Regions from separate parts of the Mustela erminea genome. Here region 1 is linked to region 2. The links are chromatin contacts, called in public Hi-C maps. All regions are on one chromosome and are shown on one strand. Each heading gives the region's core, a stretch centred on a gene start, on an enhancer-like site or on the middle of the called end of the contact. The rest is flanking DNA. Distances are from core to core; before and after follow the strand shown. Region 1 holds the start of FEM1C (protein fem-1 homolog C). Region 2 holds the start of CCDC112 (coiled-coil domain-containing protein 112).

Region 1 (3,755 bases), core at 1,056-3,555, 230 kb before region 2:
TGCCCTGGACTCAGGGCGGGGTGGGGCATGCTACCGGATTAGGAGTGTTCTGACTCCTCCCTCTCTGTAAAAAAGTGTGGCTCCTGAGACATTGGGTGGAGTCTCATGTGTTCGCAACTGACAAGAACCCAGCCTATGTGACAGTCCGGGCAGTGACAGAATTCAGTGCCAGGATTTCTCACTTAAATTGTGGCTCATCAGGGTGTAAACCAGGTTGGTAAATTGACCCATAAGCAATTCTTATTGGCATCATTGGGGTCATCTGTCAGTCATGTAGCCAACATCCTTGGGCCTGGGCTGAATTTCCTCTTGGCTAATGGCTATCTTGGGTTTTCTGTCCAGTGAGTCCTACTGAGTAGATGCTAAGGTAATTGGAAAGAAACAGGGCTGGGATGCACACCAGTGATGTCATGTTCTCTTCACAAAGTTGGAGGACAAGAAGCCATAAGACCATGTTCTCCACCTTAGAGGATGGAAGAATCATCTCCTGGATTTGTTAAAAACACAGCCTCTTGTGTTTCACATTGAAGCTAGTGAATCTGAATTTCCAAGAATGGATTCCAGGACACTGCCCCTTAAATAACTTTCCTAGGTGGTCCATATTCTTAAGATCTGTGTCCCATTCTCTAGGAAACAATGATGTGGAGGCCCATTTTGCTGCAGGAAGTAGAGATGGATTTTCATCTTATGAGGACTGTATGAAATCCCCCTCCCCCCCGTTTGGCTCAGTCATGATGGCCTGGATGCTGTTGTAAGGTGTCTGAGAGAGAGGTAGTCTTCAGACCTGAGCCAAAATCAAGAGTTGGGTGCTCAACCAACTGTTCCCCCGCAGGCGTCCCTCAGAGTTCACCAATTTTTTTTTTTTTTTTTTAAACATCGTCCGTCTGGGTAGGGTGTCTTGTGGCAAATGGAAGACTCCAGTGGGTCAAATTTCCTATTACTAGTCATTTATTTTGAGAACAATCTAAGCATCGTCCCTCTAACCTCATCCCTCACTCTGCGTTCTAGTGGAAGACCTCAGCAAAATCAAAGGTCCATGTGGGTGCATCTGTAATATTTTTCTACCTGCTCCCTTATTCACAGGAGCCAAGACTCATCCTCAGAGCGAGTTTCCAAAAAGTAAACACTTTCTCTGTTCACCAGTCCTTGGTCAGCGTGCATCTGGTCTACCCGTAAATTAGCCAGCCTATCATTTAGGTCATCCCGTACTTTGTAAATCAAGATGTTCTATATATCCTGCCTTTAAGGACTGGACTTTGGGCTGCTTCCTAAGGAAAACAAATGTAGGTAGGTGGTTATTATTTAGAGTTTAGAAGCCCGTTGTTAGCACCTTGTATTATGATGTCATTTTGCTGAAGATCGCAAGACTCTGTCTGGATCCCTAGAGGACCAGAATGCCTTAGTTTAATTCTGCTTCCTAGCTTGCAAAAAGGGACGTATTCAGATATTCAAAAGGAATTAAAAGGCCAACATCTGGAAAAGAAAAAAGAGATGAGATGGATAAATGTTCAGAGTGGATAATTGCTAGACTCGTCCGCGGGACTGGGGCTGAGGCCAGCGAATTCCTGGTGAGGCAGCAGCTATTCCTGGTTGATTAATGGCCACCCACACAGGCATGGTCAGCCAGGCAGGGGCAGGGACAGAGGTCAGGGCAGGAAGAAGGTCAGAGACTAAAGGTCATGAACACACAGGGATCATTGCCCTTGATGGACAGGACTGTATTTCTGACCGTGGCTTCATATCTGGGGGTGACTCTGGTCTCTTTCATCTGCTCACACCTGGGAGCCTCCTTGAAGCTCTTCGAGATCCCCAGAGCAGATTTCCTGCTCTGAGTGACCAATTACATCCTCATCTCCTTGAGAAATCTGGGTTGCTGGGTCAGAACTTCTGGACAGTGTTGGGTGGGCTGGGTTGGGATGTATCAGGGGGAGACTATCAGAGGCTGGAAGCCAGTTCTGGAGAATCTGCAGGCTTTTTCTCATCTATTGCTTGTAGAGAGCTAGAGTCAGGGCCCTGACAACTTCAGGAAATGGGCTTAACAGAGGAAAGAAACAGATACTTTTACAATGACACAAGATTTCTAGCTTGTGATAATGGGATGAGTAAGATGATGGCACCATACCAGCGAGGGAGACTGTGCCAAGAGAAGATGATCAGAATTTGGTGATCAAGTTGCTGCCTCCTCCTCTTGCATTGTTTCAGGAAGGAAAGAGAGGCTAGACCCAAATACACGGGGGGAATCCAGAAATCTCTGGCTGAAAGAATTCTGCTCTGTCTTACTTCTAACACCGTAAGCTTCATCAGAGCTCATGAGTTTCCTTTGGAAAAGGTGAGTACCTCCTGGATGTATTCTTGCTTTAAGTAGATTGCATCCACCCAGCCTAGCTCCTCCAAAAACCTCTCAAGAGGGCCGCCGACCTAGAGAATGTGAATTCTGGTGGAGTTGCACAAATTGGAAATGGTGAACTATGATGCACTTTGTGGGAGGTGGGGAGTGAGGGCTTTCCACATTCAGAAGGTTGCCTAGGGTCCCACCCTGTGTCTGGGGGGTGAGTGGGGAAGAAGGGAGGGGCCATCAGCTCCCTGCTTTCTCCATTGGGCTCCCTCCCTTCTCCCACTGCCTTTTGGCTGGGCCTACTCCCACTCATGCTTCAGGATCCGGTTTAACCACACCTCCTTCCCAGACTCGCCCAAGGAGTCTGGGAGCCTTGGCAGCTCCATCCCTTGGGCCCTCGTGGCTGTTTATATACATATCTCATTCACTCCGATCTGTTTATAGCTACATTTCTCCCACAGACCATGAATTCTTTGAAAGCAGGGATCATATATTCACTCAGCCTCCAACAGAACACACAATACGATTCAATAACTATGCACATGATGAGTGGATTTATAACAGTTAAAATCCTTCGCACCCTGGTCAGACACATGTTCGGTGTTGATTAAATAGGTTTCTCAATGGCATGGGGCATCTCTGTGCTATTCTCGTGTTACTTTTCTATTCATTGAAAGAGGTTCCTTTCATGCTTTTCTGAATTAAACTGCTGCCCAGTTTGCCACTAAAAACAAAAGGTATCTTCTTTTGTTCACTCAAATCAGACCAAATTAATGAAGATCATCAAAACCGTGCAAGCGGACTGTTTCATGGAGGTTTCTGGTTTAAGCAGAGGCCAGCAAGAGGTAAACACTCGAAAATCCCCAGGAGAGAGGCGCCTGCCTGCCTCACACTCAGTGAAGTGTGTGACTCTTGATCTCGGGGTCATGAGTTCGAGCCCCACGTTGGGTTGGTTGGTAGAGATTATTTAAAAACAAATAAACTTAAGAAAAAAAATCTCCAGAAGGAAAACTGTAAAAGGAATACCCTACTAATTACAGGAGATTATATGGACATCCCCCCAAATCACAAGGGTGGCCAGGCAACTTTGGGGAAATTTGATGCATCATTTTCCACATTCTAGCAAGAACTGAAGAAACGTAATCTACAGTGGGTACCCGGTTCGGTGAATTCAGCATACTCCTTTGCTGCTGGCCCAACTGTTTGGGAAAGCGGAATGCCAATATATACGAGAAGCCAGAAGGAAATTCCATAATGCAGCCCCTGGAAATTTATCCCAAAATACATGAAAAGAAGAAAACCTATACGCTTGAGATTGTGTGTTGTTCTCGTAATAAGGGCGCCCTCCCGCTGCTAGTCCAGTTGGTTGCAATCACCCTTTCAGGCATGAGGTCGTGCTGCCTCTGGGTTCCCAGTGTCC
Region 2 (3,642 bases), core at 178-2,677:
CAGCGGCCTGTTGAACGTCTCTACGCAGATGGTCTCCACAGTCAGAAGCCTAGGTTTGTATCCTTCTCTGTGAAAAGAGATAATAGCAGGACCTGCTTCACTGGGTTCCTTAGAACAGTGAGAGCACAAAGGAAGTGCTCAGTAAATACCCGTGTGTTTACTTGTTTAAATTCCCTAACCTTAGAAGGAACCTCGTGTGTGTGTGTGTGTGTGTGTGTGTGTGTGTGTGTGTCCGCGCGTGCGCACTCGTGTCTAACTCTACAGTGACTTCTAAAGACGTAGAACAGTGCCTGGTATCTAGTAGGAGCTGGATATTGATTGAATGAGTGAAGGGATGAATGAATGAATCTATTTCTTTATACGGGAGGAAAAGACGGTGCGTCCGAGAACCAGGCGAATTGCCGCTGGTTGCCTGTGCTTTAATTGCAGCGGTAATCTATGGCTTTTTTCCAACCACCCCCGCCCCCACCCCCGTCACTGTATCTTTGACATAGCTCTTCTTATTGACCAAGTGTGGCATTTCTGCCCCTGGTATCTGACAGTATGGGCCATGCCCTCTTTCGAGTCTTTGAAAGTGTTAGTTAATAGTTACTCGTTCAAGCCCTTAAATAAATCCTTTTTTCATTTACACCCAGTTTCGCCAGCGCTTAGTAGAAACCTAGAAAGAAGTTCTGTTACGTAAAGTATCTTTAGGCATCTATAGATAGAGCTGTATGCATATATGAGACAAGGAAGTTTGACAGTAAGAGGTGGGTGGGGGACCGGAGCTCAATGAGGGGATTAGAAAGATTTTGCTGCATAAGAGTAGACAAGTGCACGGAAAAAGTTGACACAAACCTGCAACAGCGCAGGGAGGCTCTGCGGATCGCCGCCCCCCTGCACGCAGTCCCCGCCTAGCCTCGAATCCGCCCAACCCCGCCCCCGGGGCCCACGCCCCGCCCCCGCTCCGGCGGCTCGGGCTTCAGTCCGGCCCCGCCCCGCATCCAGCCTTGACGCCGTCCCACACTGCTCCCAGGCGTGGCTCTGGCAGGCACTCCGGCCCCGCCCCACGTCTTGGCCCCGCCCCACGTCTTGGCCCCGCCCCTCGACCCACCCTACTCTCGCCCCTGCTCCACGTCTGGACCCCGCCTGCGCCCCCGCCCCGCTCTGAACCGCGGACTGACTCCTTCCTCCAGCCCCGCCCGGCACTCTAGCCCCGCCTAGCATCCCCGCTGAGCCCCGCCTTGCCGCCCGACCCCGCCCCATACTCCGCCCCTGCCCCGCCCCACAACTTGGCCCTGCCCCTCTCTGCCCCCGCCCACACAACTTGTGCCCCACCCTGCGCACAGACCCTGGCCCACATCTCTTCCCCGCCCGCGCTCCCGCTCCGCCCCGAGCCCCGGCCCCGCCCCCGCTCCTGCCCCGCCCAGCATCCGACCCCGCCCTGCATCCCGGCAGAGCCCCGCCTTACCCGCCCTCAACTCCGGCTGGGCGGTGCCCGGCAACCTGTCAGAGCCCCGCCCCGCGCCCCGGCCCCGCCCCGCGCCCCGGCCCCGCCCTACGCTTTGGCTCCGCTGTGCTCTGCGTCCCGCGGAGCCCCACGGTGCCCGGAACGGTCTGCAGGACCAGGAGCTCCCGAGGCCGGAACCCCCTGGCCCCGGGTGGCCGCTGCGGCCCGAGCGGCTGGGCGAGGAAAGATGGCCGCCCTGACGACGGTCGTGGTGGCGGCGGCGGCCACCGCGGTAGCCGGGGCTGTGGCGGGGGCGGGCGCGGCCACCGGGAGCGGAGTGGGAGCAGCGCAGGTGCCGCAACAGGTAAATCCGGGAGGGCCCGAAGCCGCTGGAGGCGGGCGGAGGCCCGAGGGGGAGGTGGGTGCCGGGTGCAGGACCGGGTCCCGGCCCTCGCCGAACAGGTGTCCTCTGCAGCGCGGTTCCGGAGGCGGGAGGCGCGGCGTTAGCCTCCCTTTGCTCGCGGCCTGGCCCACGCCGGGCGCTGTGCTTTGTTGGCTTGTGCTTTCCGCTGCCTTTGCAAAGCCACCTCCATGTGGTTTTGGAATCGAGGGAAGATCTGGGTGGAAGCCCTGGCTCTGCCGCTTCCTAGCCTCGCGATGCGAGCATACCCTCTCCCCGACTCAGTGCCTTCTCCAAAAACTGGGTCTGGTAACGGCACCTTACCCAGCTGTGGTCCTCACGTCTGGGAAGGCCCTGGCACAGAGCGTGGTTGGAGACACTTTCGGTGCCCGGCAATGGGTGGCTGCTTTGTTATTGCCCCTGCGCTGGGGAACACAAGGAGGAATAAATACGGGGTGGTCCGAGGCAGATGTGTTTCCAAAGATCTGCCTCGACCCCTTTCTCTGGCAGCGTGGACCACAGGATCCTCAGGAATGGCCGGATCCTGTTGTTTAAGCCGAAGACCTTCCCTGTTCCCATTGTCTCACAGCCCACACCCAAAGCATGGGGAATTCCTCCGTGTTCTATGTAGAACCCAGAATAAGCCGGGAATCCCACTCTTAACACCCCCAGTGCCCCTGTTTTGTCCACATCATCATACCTTCCTGCCGGAAATACTTTCCTAGTTGGTTTCTGTTCCAACACTCTTGCCTTCCGAAAGGATTCCCAACAGCCAGGGCGATTCAGTCCAGCAGTGACACTCTTTCTGCTCTGAACCCTCATAGTCAAAGCCAGTGTCCTTACCATGGTCTGCAGGGCCTGTGTGCTACCTCCACCATCTCCCTGTTGGCTCTTCTCCAGGCCCTGGCTCTAAGTCGGCTGCAGTTATAGCCCCCTCCTGGTTGACCCTCAGACATGCCTGGTTCTCTCCTACCCTATAAGCTTTGTAATTGCTGTTCCCTCTGCTTGAAATGCTCTTCCCTCTTGGTTCTACGGCTTACTCCGTTTCTTTCATTTATCTTTGTTCCAATGCCATCAGCTCAGTGATTCTTCTCATGACCTCCCTAAACTGAATCCCCTTACTCAGCCCACTGTATCCCCTTTTCTGGTTTTATTTTGCTCCATAGCACTTACTACTGTATGCTGTATTACATATTTTCATCTTTCCCCACACCTCCACCCCCCTCATAGGAACGTAAGTTGTATGAAGGCAGAAACTTTGGAAGTCTTATTCACTATTGTATTCCCAGTTCCACTTTTGAGTTTAGTCCTGGAACATAGTAGGCACTCACTAAATATTTAAGCATCAATCCAAACCTGAAGGAAGGCCATTGGGAGCTGAGGATAGCCTCCATCTTTTTCTTCCTCTAAAGGAATATAGCAATTTTCTGTCTTTACTTATATGAGCTCAGGAAATTCCATCTCAGGCAAACGTTTTCACACATCCTCTGTAATTCTTTTTATTATTCTAACTCTGGCCCAAATGTCTCAGGGGGAGAAAAAAGAAAGTAAAATATATAAAAATAGATAATGCATAAAATATTTTAAAAATAATTTTTTACATTTTGTTTGATGTATGATCCTAGTGGTTTAGCCATCTTTCTGGCTTTCTCCCTGAAACCTTTCTGGCTTACTCTAGTTCAAATCGATTTGTTCTCTAAATTCTTATAACCATGTTTTGCCTCCTGGTTTGCGTTTCTCACAGGTTGCATAATATTGTTATTAATGAACCTTTTTATCACTCCCTTCGGGTGGTCCTCAGAGGTTTACCCTT

Evidence for each region. A called contact is a pair of places that touch in the nucleus more often than the background predicts.
Region 1: a contact with region 2 is called in a Hi-C map of fibroblasts, with 1.9 times the contacts expected there. The contact joins the promoter of FEM1C here to the promoter of CCDC112 in region 2. A contact is called at or near these places in 2 of 3 Hi-C or Micro-C datasets (fibroblasts and spleen).

Annotation. Positions count from the first base shown.
Region 1 is chr3:17,762,939-17,766,693 of mMusErm1.Pri, reverse strand. FEM1C (protein fem-1 homolog C) reads left to right here and starts at 2,305. Exons shown (of 3, transcript XM_032335395.1): 1 at 2,305-2,329.
Region 2 is chr3:17,528,616-17,532,257 of mMusErm1.Pri, reverse strand. It overlaps CCDC112 (coiled-coil domain-containing protein 112), which reads left to right and starts at 1,427. Exons shown (of 9, transcript XM_032335392.1): 1 at 1,427-1,793. The coding sequence starts at 1,677.